2 separate regions of the Macaca mulatta genome follow, and region 2 is linked to region 1. The links are chromatin contacts, called in public Hi-C maps. All regions are on one chromosome and are shown on one strand. Each heading gives the region's core, a stretch centred on a gene start, on an enhancer-like site or on the middle of the called end of the contact. The rest is flanking DNA. Distances are from core to core; before and after follow the strand shown.

Region 1 (7,341 bases), core at 3,279-5,778:
TCCGGAAAGGCTTCAGCCCATCCGCCACCAGGGCATGGAGGGCCGGGCAGAGGGTGGTCAGCACCAGGTGCCCCACATCCGGGCTCAGCCGGCTATCACCCAACTGGGCCTGGAGGCGGCGCGATGCGGATGGGTCCAGAGATCCCTCCAGCCACCACCCGCCAACCGTTCCCGCACCCACCGCGGAGCTCCATTACTCTCCTCATCCCAACACCCTCCCTCCAGCCACCTTCACCTTCTGCACCAAGTTCCGGGCGGCCCCGAAATGCGAGATGATTTTATCCACGGAGGCGCTGACGGCTATCAGGAGACCTGGGAGGGGAGGGAAAGGGAAGACGCTAGGAGGCCGCGCCCCTACCCAGGCTTGCCCGAGGGGCGTGGAGAGACTGCCTTCGGACAGCCTGAGAGAGCAGGGCCGGGGGCGAGGGGCAGTTCATTCGGAAGCGCGGGGTCGGGAGTCAGGGTGCCCTACCTTTCTTCTGCTCCTGCAGCTGACCAGTCCCACTCTGGGCTTCTGCCATCCACAGCCGCTGGGCTCCGGAGACACCGGCGAAGGACCACGAACTACGGACTGGCGTAAGGGAAGAAGGGCGCGGTGACACTTACCAAGGGTTATTCCGAGGACTCCGGGCTTCCACACAAGTTGTCTCCGGCGGGTCTCCCCGAAGGGTCTTGGGGAGAAGAGGGCAGGGCCGCCTGGAGCACGGGGTAGCTCGACCCGAGCCCCGGAGTGAAATCCCGCACACTTCCCGGCACTCGCTGTCCCCCAGCCCCATCCCGGTTCCCGGTGCCCTCCCTCAGGGCACAGCCCCCACCTCCAGGATCCCGGAAATCCGGGAGCGAGACGGCAGCGCTCACCTCCCGCCTGCCCCGCTAGGGCCTGTAGGGCGGGAGAGGACAGGGCGCCGGGAGGGAGGTGCAGCCCTGCGCACCGCCCCGGGGCCCAGTCCAGCCTGCGGAGCCCCGGGGAGCACGTGGGCGGCGTGGACCAATGGAAAGACAGACAGGGGAAAGGGAGGAGACGGAGGGAGGCGAGACCCGAGGATTGGGAGGCTGGAAGGCGCCGGAAAGGGGAAACCCGGGTCGCGCAGCAGTCTCTAGGTGGAGGGTGCCCTCTTCATCCCGCATGGGACTGGACTCGCGGAGAGGGCGTGGCCAGAACTTCTAGTGCCAATGAGCTCCCGGGAGCTTCACCCTCCACCCCTCCCGAGCAAGGTGGGGGGACAGGCCCGAGATGCACAGGCCAAGGAATTCCACGGAGGGTGTGACCCAAAGTCCCTAACAACAGACTCGCTGGGACCCCCTAGGCTTGGCATGGAGGCTGGGTAAACCCGTGTCCATTATGCCCAGGCGGGTCTGGAGGGAGAGGGGACCGGGCCATGGAGCAGGAAAGGCAACAACTTCCCCTCTCCAGCACTAGGAACGGGGCCAGATTCCCCAAAACCGACGAACTTGCTTGGAGTCCGCCGAAACGGAAGGGCGGGACCAAGCTGGGCAACCCCAGAAAAAAAGCGAAAATGGGGCCGGGCGATAGTGGGAGGGGCCTTGGAGCGGGCGGGGCGGCCCGCCTGAGGCGTGGCCCGCGGGGCTTGCCCGGGTCCGTCTTACGTAGCCTGGGCGGAGGCGATGGGCTCCTGGTCCAGCGAGGGGCCTTCGGCGGACGAGGTTGCGGTGGCAGCGGGGGGGCGGGTACCTGGCGGGGTGGGGGAGCCGCGGCGGGGAAGGTGCTACTTCTGGGAAAGAGCGGGGACAGCAGCAGTGCCAGCTCGGGGCTGGCCAGGCAGGGCAAGGCTCCCCGAGTCGGAGGCGAATAGGCTCCCACTGGGGACAGGCGGACGGGCAGCAGCTGCTCCTCTGGGGGGCTCGGCGCCCCCAGCAGCCGCAGCCCAGCGCCAGGCCACCCTGCCAGAGGAGCCAGGAGCAGAGACCCAGCTGCGCCTGCGCCCCCACCCTCCAACAGGGGGCGCCCGTCGGCCGAGAACCGGAAAACCAGGGGCCGAGGGAGCAGGAGGGGACCGGCTGCAGGCGGGATTGGCGGGGCCAGGCGCAGAGGGAAGGAGGGCAGCGGGATGGGCAGCCAGGCAAGGAGGGGCGGGAAGAAGAGGGAGCAAAGAGTTAGTCCCATATCCCAATGACCCACCCAGTTTCCCTTTCCCGGAGCGCTCCCTGGTAGAAGGGGCGGGGAGGATGGGTGACACAGAATGGAGGGAAGACAGGGGGCCGGGTTGGAAGCCTAGGAGGCGTGAGCGGCCGAAGCCCAGCCCTCCTCCCGCTTCTTGCGACCTCTTACCCTCCAGGCCGGCCTGCGCGCCCGGCTCTCCCGGCTCCTTCGCGGCTGGGGCCTCCTCGCCAGCCGCTGGGCTGACAGCCCGGCCCTCCTCGGACTGCCCCTCCGCTATGGGCTGCAGTCCAGGTCGGTTCTTCTTCCTTCGGGGAGGGACAGGCGGGGGTGGGGGCCGGGGCGGGACCAAAGCCCAGCCAGCTGGGGGGTCTCGAGGCGGGACTGGCGGGGGTGGGGCCCGGCTTCGGGACCGGAGTTCCTTGAAGGTGGTGACTTCCCGAGGAGGTGCCGAGGAGCCGCCCAGCGACCCCGAGGGGGGCAGCTCGGTGTCGGGCGAGAAGACTATGAGCCAGTCACTGCGATCTTTCTTGGCCTGCGGGACGAGGGGCAGCCCTGGGCCCCGCTTGCGCTTCTGGGCCAGCTCGTGGAAGGACGTGATTGTCCGGTGGGGCACCGGCTCCTCGCTGACGTCACTTCTCCATCCTCCATCAATTTTCCCTGCATCTGTTTTCGAGCCAGAATCAGTTATTCTTGTGTTGGTTTTCCAACCAGAGTCGAATTTTTCAGGTTCATTTTTCCAGCTAGAGTTAACATTCCCGTTGTTTTTCCAACCAGTGTTACTGTTTTCCGTGTTTTTCCATTCAGCTTTAGTTTTCTCTGTGTCAATTTTCCAAATTGGGTTAATCTTCCAACTGGGCTCCGTTTTCCCAGCGTCGATTTTCCCATCATCCGCCTCTAAGAGCTCAGAGGTAGGGAGATCCTGCTCCGCGCTCTCATCCTCTTCCTCCAAGCCTGGGGAAGGGAGGTCCTGGCAGGTGGTCAGGGCGTTGCAGTTCGAGTCCAGGCCAGGATCGGGTGAAGAAGAAGCTCCGGAGCAGGAATCAGGAGAGCAGCAGAAGCTGTCCGGTGAGCAGGTGCCAGGGCCTGCTGAAGCCAGTGGGGAACCTTGCTCCAGGGGGATGATACTGGGCTGAGGGTGGGCATCCTCATCACCAGGGAGGTCCCGCAAGTAGACTGAGACGGGGGACTCATCGGGGCTAAGATCTGAGCAGGAGCTGAGCGAGGAAGAGCAGCCTGGGTCTGAGGGAGAGGCAGCCCCCTCTTCCTCCTGTGATGGGTCCTGCCGGTTTTCTAGGCCCGGACCGTGCTCCTGGCAGCACCGGCAGGGCACAGCTGGGCTGTTGGAATTGGCGTCCACCAGGGTGCCACTGCAGGGGCCCCTGCTCTCCTTGCCCCCAGTGTCTCCTGGGGGAGGGGATGTGCTCAAGGGCCCTTCCCGTAGCTCAGGACGGCGGGACAAGTGCAGGCCCAGGGAGACGTGCTGGAGATGGATGTGATTGAGGTTGCAGAGTAAAGCTCTCTGAGGAGACAGCATGGTGCCAGCGGCGATGGGATGGCTTCTAGAGAACCAGGAGGGTAGGGTCTCTCACATCCACCTACCTGGCAACCACAGGTGCAGACCTAGAAGACAGGGGTGGCGAAGCCCAGCCAGTGAGGACAGGAGCTGCGGGAAGGACACTGAGGTGACTGACGGCAGCAGCAGGCCTGAAGGCTCTGGCTGCTTTGGAAGATATTTCAATGAGATGCAAATCGCAATCGACTGGCCATTAGTTTCCACTGCAGTGTTTGCAGGTGGAGTCGAATGTAACCCTCCGGGAATGGAGCCGGGAGGGTCAGAGAACGCGGCTGCGCTCTGGATTTCCGAAGGGGGGCGGGGGCCCGGAAGAGGTCCGGGCCCAGAATGGACCTCCGGGTCCCTGCTGCCGCAATCTGGCCCTGCCCTCCTGCCTACCCCTTACTCCCACAGGAAGGGACCCAGGGAGACCCACCCAGATGCCCTGAAAGGAGGCGGGGGATGGGGGTGGGTCGATATGCAGAGTTTGCCTGGTGAATGCAGGAAAGGGGTGGGAGCTGGAGAGGAAAAGGATGGAGCAGCCGTCAGCTCGTCAACTCCACATCTGCTGGCTGCCTCCGCCGGGCTCCAGCCTGCGCCCTCGCCCCTCAGAACAGCGGTATGTCCATTCTCTCCGCATTCGTCTCCATCGTTCAGTCACCACCGCACCCCTTCTCTATTCATTTCTCCTGCTCCCTTGTCCTGCCCCGCCCCTCGTGCCCTGGTCCATCGGCCTACACCCATGGGCCGAGCCCTCCTCACCAGGGTCCTCCTGGAACCGCTCCGGCCTTGGGCTTGTCCTCGGCTCCCACGGTCCCCGCCCGGCGGGGCACAGAGCGGGAGGGGAGGGGCACTAGCACAACCCACTCTGCGCAGCGCATCTGCACCCCTTCGCGCATGGGCGTGGCGTAGCTCAGACCCGCCCCCAGCGCTTAGCGTCTTGTGTCACCCACCTAGCGGGTTTGATGTATCCCAAGCTTTTGGCCCTGATGCCAAGGCCCCTGGGTCCCGCTTCTGTGCAGCGAGTCCTCCCAGCACCCCACCCCGCACATTCTGGAAAGAGCCAGACTCTGGCTGCGCCGAGCAAGAACAGAACCACAAAAAGGTTACACAATTATTTATTGAGAGCCTCCTCTCCCCATCCTTGCAATCTCTAGGTCACTTTTTCCGCTTGTAGATTTTGCGCGCAAGCCCCAGAAAGATGGCTGGGGGCAGGGGCGCTGCGTACTGTTCAATGAGAGCCATAATGTGGCTGTAACTGTCCTCCTCATATTGCAAGAACACAGCCTGCAGATCCAGCTCCTCATATAGTGCCTTCACCCGGGCCACTTTCTCAGCCTCCTTCTGCCCGTAATTTTCCTAAAAGGGGTTGGAAGACAGGAAAACGGGCTTGGCCTTCCCCAGAGCCTCCAGGACCCCTCCACTCCTCTCATTCTCATATTTCAGAACATCTCCAAAGCCACCCACTCCTTTCCTCCCTCCAATTTTCTTTTTTTTTTTTTTTGAGATGGAGTCTGGCTCTGTCGCCCAGGCTGGAGTGCAGTGGCCGGATCTCAGCTCACTGCAAGCTCGCCTCCCGGGTTTACGCCATTCTCCTGCCTCAGCCTCCCGAGTAGCTGGGACTACAGGCGCCCACCACCTCACCCGGCTAGTTTATTTTTTTGTGTTTTTTAGTAGAGACGGGGTTTCACTGTGTTAGCCAGGTTGGTCTCGATCTCCTGACCTCGTGATCCACCCGTCTCGGCCTCCCAAAGTGCTGGGATTACAGGCTTGAGCAACCGCGCCCGGCCTCCTCCCTCCAATTTTCAAGTGTTTCTAGGTAGCTAGGATCCCAAGCTTCCCTTCCCTATCCCAAATATTCCCTACATATTGCCTCAGACCAGGTGTCCTCTACTCCAGGGTTTCTCAGCCTTGGCACTATTGAAATTTGGGGCCAGATAATCCTGTCTGGGGGAGCTGTTCTGTGTGCTACATGTTTGGCAACATCTTTGGCTCCTGCCAGCTAGATGTCTGTACCACATGCACACACACAGAGTTGTGATGACGATGACAAAAAATGTCTGCTGACATTGCCAAATGTCCCCTCGGGAGAAAAACTGCCTCCAATTGAGAACCACTACTCTATCCCTTTCCACCAGCTCAGGGACCCACCACCCTCTCTCAGGCACCTTCAGGATCTGGTACTGTTCCGGAGTGGCCCGTTGCAGACACTGAACCACCAGCCAGCTGCATTTGTTGTCCTGGATGTCAGTGCCAACTTTGCCGGTCACACTGGGGTCCCCAAAGAGGTCAAGGTAGTCATCCTGGGCGGGAAGGGGGAGGGCAGCAAAGGAGGAAGGATGAGGTTCCTAGGCAGAGGAGGAGTGAAGCTGGTGCCTGTTCTCTGCTACTGCCTCCTGCCTTCCTACCTGAATCTGAAAGAACTCTCCCATCTCCAGCAGGATCTTCTTGGCATTGGCATGCTCCTTCTCACCATCAATTCCTGCCTACAGGGAAAGGTGGGTTAATAAGCCAAACCCCAGAGGTGCCTGCATCTTCCTGGCTGCTTCCTCCCATGGGGTCTTGCCCTACTGCAGCCCCAAATCTCTCCTCTCTCTTCAGATATCTTGGCTTCCCTGACCTAGACAGTCCTGATTGATGGTTCAACCTCAATCCCACTTATTTTTGGCTAGGACTTTCAGGGAGTCATAAAAGAGACGAATCCATTCTAGAGGTGCACAGCCTGTCTTCCCTCACAAATGTCAGTCCCCGAGTCATTCTGATCCATCTTCCTAATATTTTTGCCACCTCCAACTTCTTTCAAGATGAAAAGGAAATGTAGAGAAGCAAGGTCAGGGTAGACAGTTAATCCCACTGACTGCCCTTAATCCATTCTTTTCCCTCTCAACCTGGTTGATCTCCTCCACACTCCTATCCATACTCAGATGCAGGATATACTGTTCCCCTATTAAGTGCTAAGCACTTTCATATCCCTTGCTTTGCTTAATCTTTACAGTCCTGTGAAGTAGGAATTTTATCCTCAGTTGAGGAAGAGACTCAGCGAGACTGACTTGCTCAAGGTCACACAGCCTTTCACCAGGGGTAGCAGTGTTCACGTTTTCTGCTCTATGCCTTCCTGTCCAAAAGCCCCCATTAGCAGAGGAGAGGGGTGAGGAGGCTCACTCACCATGTACATGGCTGCAGCTATAGGAAGGTAGAAGGAGTAGAAAGCTGTCTTGTACTTGACAATAGATTTATACCTGAGTAGGGGGAGAAGAGAAACTCCTCAGGAGGGCAACGCACATCCTGAGCCCTACCTCGCTGTCCAGACATGGTTCGCACTGTCACTCACCTCTTTTCAGTGAATCTGCCAAGATCCACATTGCCCTGGGGGGCTGTGATGAGGTCCAGGGTCTGCCCAATCTCAGTCTGATAGGAACTCTAAGGAAGACAAAGACGGCCCATGAGCCAGGCTTTCTCAAGATATACGAAACCCTGGTATCCTGAGCCCAACATCCCATACCAGCTGACAACTGGGCAGAATCAGAAAGGCAACAGAAGGGGAGAAAGCCCCGAAACTCAAGGCCTATATTCATATACACAGTCCTTTATCACCCTTTCTTCCAATTACACAGGGACAGAGAAGCCCCTTCTTGCCACTACCACCACCCCGCTTCCCAACTCCCTT
Region 2 (7,341 bases), core at 3,104-5,603, 49 kb after region 1:
ATGGCATAAACCAGGGAGGCAGAGGTTGCAGTGAGCCAAGATCACACCACTGCACTCCAACCTGGGTGACAAGAACGAGACTCTGTCTCAAAAAAAAAAAAAAAAAAAAAATCCCAGCACTTTGGGAGGCCAAGATGAGTGGATCATGAGGTCAAGAGATCAAGACCATCCTGGCCAACATGGTGAAACCCCGTCTCTATGAAAAATATAAAAATTAGCTGGGCGTGGTGGCACACACCTGTAGTCCCAGCTACTCGGGAGGCTGAGGCAGGAGAATCACTGGAACCCGGGAGGTGGAGGTTGCAGTGAGCAGAGATTACACCACTGCTCTCCAGGCTGGGTGACAGAGAGAGACTTCATCTCAAAAAAAAAAAAAAAATTAAAAATTAGCCAGGCCCTGGGGGCGGTGGCTTACATCTGTAATCCCAGCACTTTGGGAGGCAAAGGCGGGAGGATCACCTGATTATGTTGGGAGTTCGAGACCAGCCTGACCAACATGGAGAAACCCCATCTCTACTAAAAATACAAAATTAGCCGGGCGTGGTGGTGCATGCCTGTGATCCCAGCTACTGGGGAGACAGGCAGGAGAATCACTTGAACCTGGGAGGTCGAGGTTGCCAAGAGCTGAGATTACACCATTATACTCCAGCCTGGGCAACAAGAGTGAAACTCTGTCTCAAAAAAAAAAAATTAGCCGGGTGTGGTGGCACACACCTGTAATCCCAATCCCAGATACTCAGGAGGTCAAGGCAGGAGAATTGCCTGAACCTGTGAGTGGAGGTTGCAGTGAGCCGAAACCACTCCACTGCCCTCTAGCCTGGGCAAGAGTGAGACTCTGTCTTAAACAAATAAAAATTGGCCAGTGTTGTGGCTCACGCCTGTAATCCCAGCACTTTGGGAGGCTGAGGTGGGTGGATCACGAGGTCAAGAGTTCGAGACCAGCATGGACAAAATGGTGAAACCCCACCTCTACTAAAAATACAAAAATTAGCTAAGCGTGGTGGCATGAGCCTGTAATCCCAGCTACTCAGGAGGCTGATGCAGGAGAATCGCTTGAACCTGGGAGGCAGAGGTTGCAGTGAGCCAAATTTGTGCCATTGCACTCCAGCCTGGGTGACAGAGTGACACTCCTTCTCAAAATAAATAAATATAAAAATAAATAAATAAAATTACTCTTCCATATACATATATATCCCTATTATATATCGTTTACCTCGCCATTGCTAAATTTTTTTTTTTTTTTTTGAGACGGAGTCTTGCTCTGTCACCCGGGCTGGAGTGCAGTGGCGGGATCTCAGCTCACTGCAAGTTCCGCCTCCTGGGTTTACGCCATTCTCCTGCCTCAGCCTCCCGAGTAGCTGGGACTACAGGCGCCCGCCATCTCGCCAGGCTAGTTTTTTGTATTTTTTAGTAGAGACGGGGTTTCACCTTGTTAGCCAGGACGGTCTTGATCTCCTGACCTCGTGATCCGCCCGTCTCGGCCTCCCAAAGTGCTGGGATTACAGGCTTGAGCCACCGCGCCCGGCCCATTGCTAAATATATATATATATATATATATATATATATATATTTTTTTTTTTTTTTTTTTTTTGAGACGGAGTCTCGCTGTGTCTCCCAGGCTGGAGTGCAGTGGTGTGATCTCGGCTCACTGCAAGCTCCGCCTCCCGGGTTCACGCCATTCTCCCGCCTCAGCCTCCCAAGTAGCTGAGACTACAGGCGCCCGCCACCACGCCCGGCTAGTGTTTTGTATTTTTAGTAGAGACGGGGTTTCACCATGTTAGCCAGGATAGTCTCAATCTCCTGACCTCGTGATCCACCCGCCTCGGCCTCCCAAAGTGCTGGGATTACAGGCTTGAGCCACCGCGCCCGGCCCATTGCTAAATATTTTTAAGGTTAAAAACAAAAAGCTAAAGTACCCCGTGCTAATCTCACAGTATTGTTGAAAACATTTACGTGGAGACAATAGATGTGACAGTGTGGTATAGGCACTAGTTGGTGTTATAACTCACTCACTCTTTATCCCCAGATTTCTGAAAAGGCTGCTGCTTCTCCCATCTCCGGCTATCTGCCCATTCTAGTCTAGGACCTCATGCCCTCCCCAGCCTTCTCCACCCCATTCCTCTTCTCCAACACAGTTGGACCCACAGATCCTGTTCCTCTGCTGGGGTTTGCTCATCCATGTCCCAGGGTGGGGTGGTCTATCCTGCCTTCCTCTGAATTGAGCTTTCCAGGGATGCCCTTTCCCCTCCACAGAACCTTAGACAGGGCTGCACACACAGAGAAGCTCCACAGGAGATCATGAAGCAGCAAAGCTTGAGTTCTGCATATCTTTCCTCCTCTGGCCTCCCTGTGTCCACTGGGACTCTGGCGGAGCACAGGCAGAGGCATGGGCCGGGGTGAGTGACACTGCTGTGACAGACACCGTGGAAAGAAGAGGTCAAGAGGGAACTGTGTGAAGCCCTCATTCAGAGAATGTCACAGGATAATCTCAGGGACTCAGTTACTTATGGTGATTTTAATTCCAGGACACACCTAATCCCAGTGTCAACTCAGGAGCTAGCTAGCCCCTTCTAACTCGGACTGCAAAATCAATTTTCAGCCCTGAAAGAAGCTTCCTCAAGTCCTGGTCTCTGGGAAGCCCCTTAGACTGTATGTTTTCAATAAACAAAAACCCTCGACCACTCTTCTTTTCTCTCCTGGGCTGCTGAGGAGAAATCCTGTATTGTGAGACACTAAGAGGGGGAGGGAAAGAGGGTTCGCCTAGCCATGAAAGCATCTTCACAGCCTGACTCACAGGTTGGTCACAAGCCTGGCAGGTGATGTAGTAGAGAGAATGGAGAAGCACAATCAGAGGGATACCAGGCTTCTGGGGATCCGTCTGCGAGTGAACTGAGGGAAGGGAGCGAGATCCACAGGAGGCTAGAAAAGTCACGCTGGCTGGGTGGGAACGAGGCAGCAAAGACAGGAGTGAAAGGAACAATGGGAGGAAGAGGGACATAGAGGGAGTGTGTATATATGTGGATTCAAGATAATGTCTGGGTCTACAACTGTATTTCCAGGCTTCAGATTCACACCTCTTCCTCTCTGCTTCTTTCGTTCCCCAGGTTAGGTGCTTTGCACACATCCCTGCCTCATCCAAGAGCTGTCCTTCATTTCCCCCCAAGGACAGGGCTGCTGTCCTCCCCTAGCGACCTTGATGTAGAGGTACAGCCTGACGGAGACTGTGAAATGGCCCCACCCCCACCCTCTGTCCCTTCTGTGGGAGTCACCTGGGTGGTGGTCCTGTCCCTGCTTCCTCCTCAGTCACTCTGAGTCTTGGCCCCGCCCCGCCGCCCCCGCCTTCAGCACTAGGGACAGCGACCAGAGCTGAGGTCTGGACCCTCGCCCCCTTCAGCGTCCCTATTTTTTCCTGATAGTCATGCTGAACTAGGCAGGTGCTAAGGAGGAGGTGTGGAGATGGGAGATAGCAGAGCTCGGCTTCTCCCTCAGACTGGCCCCGATACTTAGAATATAATTTCCCAGATCTCCAGCAAGCAGGACTGGAGGAGGCAGGGGTCCCAAACTCCGGTACTTCCTGTGGTCCGGTTGGGGTCCTGGGTTCCTGAAAGAGGAAATCCAGGTCTCTGGAGATCCCCTGATATCTGTTTGCCCCTTCTGGTGCCCCCAGCTTGCCAAGGCACGGAGGACCTCCGGCAGGGGATACCCGCCCAGGAATTCCCAGGCTAGATTGGAGGAAGTGACTCTCCCGCCCCACCAAGGGATCCCTGGGCTGGAAATGAAGTGACCGTGGAGGGTGGTGCGGGCCGGGTCCCGGTGTCGCTGCCCGCGAGGGTGGGATTGATGTACCCTGCCCTCCCGGCCGAGCCCCCAATACCGGAAGTCGCTGTAAGGGTGGATGATCCAGGCCCCCGCTGACTTCACTCTCTCCTGCTCGATTTCCACTGCTTTGTGGCTGCCGAACACCCGAAGGGAGAACTTGTTGACCGTAGGTTGGAGCAGCGTCCCAAGGTGCCTTCTCTTAGGCTCAGACTCAGATCCGGGGATCGGACCTGAGGCCGCGGTCGCAGGCCGGGGAGCAACGGGAGGCACCTTGGGGGCCTCCAGCCCAGGGGTCGCCCCTTCGCTGGCCCCCGCAACCGGCCCCTGCTCCGCCTCCATGGCGCCCACCCCGCTTACACGCTCGGCCTCCTAGAGCCCTATGTGGCCATCAGGTACCCCCAACCCCTCCAGAGTGGGAGTCGGCGCAGCCCCGCGGGTTCCAGCGGAGGCGTCGTAGGCTCGGAACCGCCGGCGCGCGGGGCGGAGGGGGTGTGCGCTAGACTGGCGGGCGGCGGGCTGGCTGCGCGGCGCCCCCTGGCGAGGGCAGCGCGAAGACCGGGCGGGGCTGGGAAGCCGGGATCCTGGAGGAACTCCGAGACGGGCGTGGCTTAGCAAGGAAGGCGGGGCGCGCAGCCTGAGCCAGGGAGAGGCGTGGCCTAGTGTTAGCCTTTCATCCACTGAGAGCCAGGGAGGAGGAGCCTCCTGCAGTGGCGGGAAAATCGGACGCGGATGTGTAGCTTGAGGGATTTGGGACCAATGGAAGAAGTGGAAATGGCTTTTGGGATTCTTCCCCACTCTCGCCCAGGGACTTCTGTCCTGCTTCCGTCTTCTCTCAACACTGTCCTAGGCATATTCTTGTCTTTTTGGTCTCCTCCGAACTGCTTCCCCAAGTATTTAATTCCCTAATTCATTCTGTCAGCCTTCACCAAGTGCAACTCTGTCTGTCATTGAGTGGATATAAAAGTCCTACTCTTAGCATCTCCATGTAGTAATGGAAAACAACACAAAACAAAACAAAAACAAAGGCCTAGCCATAAAGCCACTGCTCATCTGTGCCCAAGGACAGACAGGTAAATTGCAGCGCTATGCGAAGTGCTATAAACTCCTAAATATCTCAGATTCTTCCCTTCATCTCCAATTCTTCCCTTCATCTCCAATTCTTATTGCCACTGCCTTATGTCAAGCCCTAAGGATTTTTTCACCTAAATTACTTCAGAAACCTCTAAAAGAGTCTTCGACTTCTTCTAGGCTAATTCTTCTTCCATTCCCTGCCAGTTACTTTCCTAAAATCCAACTATGGCTATGTCACTTGCTTGAAGTCCATCAGGCTTTCCCATCTTCTACCGGGGTACATTTAAGCTCCTTAGCATGGTGTACCAGGCCCCAAAAATTTGGACCTAGTTTCAACAGTCTGTCTTCTGACCGTCCCCCTCGTGCAAGCCAGAGCCCCAATCATGCTGAAAGACTTTGTGCCTTGTCTCTATGCTTTTACAAATATTTTCTCTGCCTGGTATTCTCCTCTAATTCACTTTCAAACACTTGGTTCAGATCTCACCTTCTCTAGGAAACCTAGAAACACATTTCCAGCTCTCCTTTCCCCAGGTAGGGTCTATTCTAGAGCCTTTTTTTTTTTTTTTTTTTTTTGAGATGGAGCCTCCCTCTGTCTCCCAGGTTGGAGTGCAGTGGCCGGATCTCAGCTCACTGCAAGCTCCGCCTTCCAGGTTTACGCCAGTCTCCTGCCTCAGCCTCCCGAGTAGCTGGGACTACAGGCGCCCGCCACATCGCCCGGCTAGTGTTTTGTTTTTTTTAGTAGAGACGGGTTTTCACCGTGTTAGCCAGGATGGTCTCAATCTCCTGACCTTGTGATCCGCCCGTCTTGGCCTCCCAAAGTGCTGGGATTACAGGCTTCAGCCACTGTGCCCGGCCTATTCTAGAGCTTTTTTTTTTTTTTTTTTTTTTTTTTGAGACGGAGTCTTGCTGTGTCGCCCAGGCTGGAGTGCAGTGGCGCAATCTCGGCTCACTGCAAGCTCCGCCTCCCGGGTTCCCGCCATTCTCCTGGCTCAGCCTCCCGAGTAGCTGGGACTACAGGCGCCCACAACCTCGCCCGGCTAGTTTTTTGTATTTTTAGTAGAGACGGGGTTTCACCGTGGTCTCGATCTCCTGACCTTGTGATCCGCCCGCCTCGGCCTCCCAAAGTGCTGGGATTACAGGCGTGAGCCACCGCGCCCCGCCTTCTAGAGCTTTTTTACAGCAGCCAGGGCACCACTGTTTTGAGCAGCTCATGTCACAGGGATACCATTATTATTGTTATTTTAAGAGATGAGGTCACACTATGTTGCCCGAGCTGGTTTTGAACTCCTGAGCTCAAGTGATCTTCCTGCCTTGGCTTCCCAAAGTGCTAGGATCACAGGCGTGAGCGTGGTCTCATTATTTATTTACAGGTTTGTCTCTCCTGTTAGATTGTGAAACTCTGAGAAACAGGAACCTTGCTCCTGGCACAATGCTGGACACATAGTGGACATTCAGTAAATGCTTGTTGAATGAATTAATAATCTAAGAAAATGTGCCAGGAGGAGGAAGTGAAATATTTACTTCTCTCTCCCCGACTCTTCATTGATTGCCCTTCATCTTCTATTCCAGAGAACTTCTCTAAACTATGTCTGGTTATCTGATCTAACCTCCATGTGACTATCCTTCATCCAGCTCCTCTCTAATATTTCCTGACTTTATTTATTTACTCATTCTAGAGTCAAGGTCAGCTCTGTTGCTCAAGCTGGAGTGCAGTGGTGCGATCATGACCCACTGCAGCCTCAAAGCAATCTTCCCACCTCAGTTTCCTGAGTAACTGGGACTACAGGTGTGAACCACTTTGCTCAGCTTCCTGACTTTAATATAGTTATTCTCAGATTATATTATTTCTCTTCCAATTTACCTTTCTGACCACTTCTCAATTCCTTCTGTAGAGTAACTACTTCTTCTCATTTTCTTTTTTTCTTTTCTTTTATTTATTTATTTTTTTTTTTTTTGAGAAAGAGTCTCACTCTGTCACCCAAGCCGGAGTGCAGTGGCACGATCACGGATCGCTACAGCCTCGACCTCCCCAGGCTCAGGTGATCCTCCCGCCTCAGCCTCCCAAGTAGCTGGGACTACAGGCGAGAGACACCATGACTGGCTAATTTTTATTTTCATTTATTTATTTATTTATTTATTTATTTATTTATTTATTTTTTAGACACAGTCTCACTCTGTTGCCCAGGCTGGAGTGCAGTGGCACCGTCTCGGCTCACTGCAACCTCCGCCTCCCGGATTCAAGCGATTCTCGTGCCTCAGCCTCCAGAATAGCTGGTATTACAGGGACCCGCCATTGCACCTGGCTAATTTTTGTATTTTTAGTAGAGACGGGGTTTCACCATGTTGGCCAGGCTGGTCTTGAACTCCTGTGCTCAAGTGATTCACCTGCCTGGGCCTCCAAAAGTGTTGGGGTTACAAGCATGAGCCACCACACTTGGCCTAATTTTTGTA

What was found. Hi-C and Micro-C count contacts between places; a contact is called where the count stands out from the background.
Region 2: a contact with region 1 is called in a Hi-C map of liver, with 3 times the contacts expected there. The contact joins the promoter of HCN3 here to the promoter of RUSC1 in region 1. A contact is called at or near these places in 5 of 14 Hi-C or Micro-C datasets (CD4 T cells, cortical neurons, fetal cortex germinal zone and 2 more).

What each region holds. Positions count from the first base shown.
Region 1 is chr1:111,657,423-111,664,763 of T2T-MMU8v2.0, forward strand. It overlaps RUSC1 (RUN and SH3 domain containing 1), which reads right to left and starts at 4,529. Exons shown (of 11, transcript XM_077942748.1): 1 at 4,437-4,529; 2 at 2,291-3,742; 3 at 1,694-2,019; 4 at 473-571; 5 at 236-312; 6 at 1-109. The coding sequence starts at 521. It overlaps FDPS (farnesyl diphosphate synthase), which reads right to left. Exons shown (of 11, transcript XM_077944131.1): 7 at 7,006-7,094; 8 at 6,841-6,913; 9 at 6,083-6,160; 10 at 5,843-5,977; 11 at 4,777-5,033. The coding sequence ends at 4,833. LOC144330930 (putative uncharacterized protein RUSC1-AS1) reads left to right here and starts at 1,609. Exons shown (of 2, transcript XM_077944818.1): 1 at 1,609-3,187; 2 at 3,735-4,851. The coding sequence starts at 3,865. The coding sequence ends at 4,851.
Region 2 is chr1:111,706,709-111,714,049 of T2T-MMU8v2.0, forward strand. It overlaps HCN3 (hyperpolarization activated cyclic nucleotide gated potassium channel 3), which reads right to left and starts at 4,354. Exons shown (of 7, transcript XM_077943165.1): 1 at 3,875-4,354. The coding sequence starts at 4,158.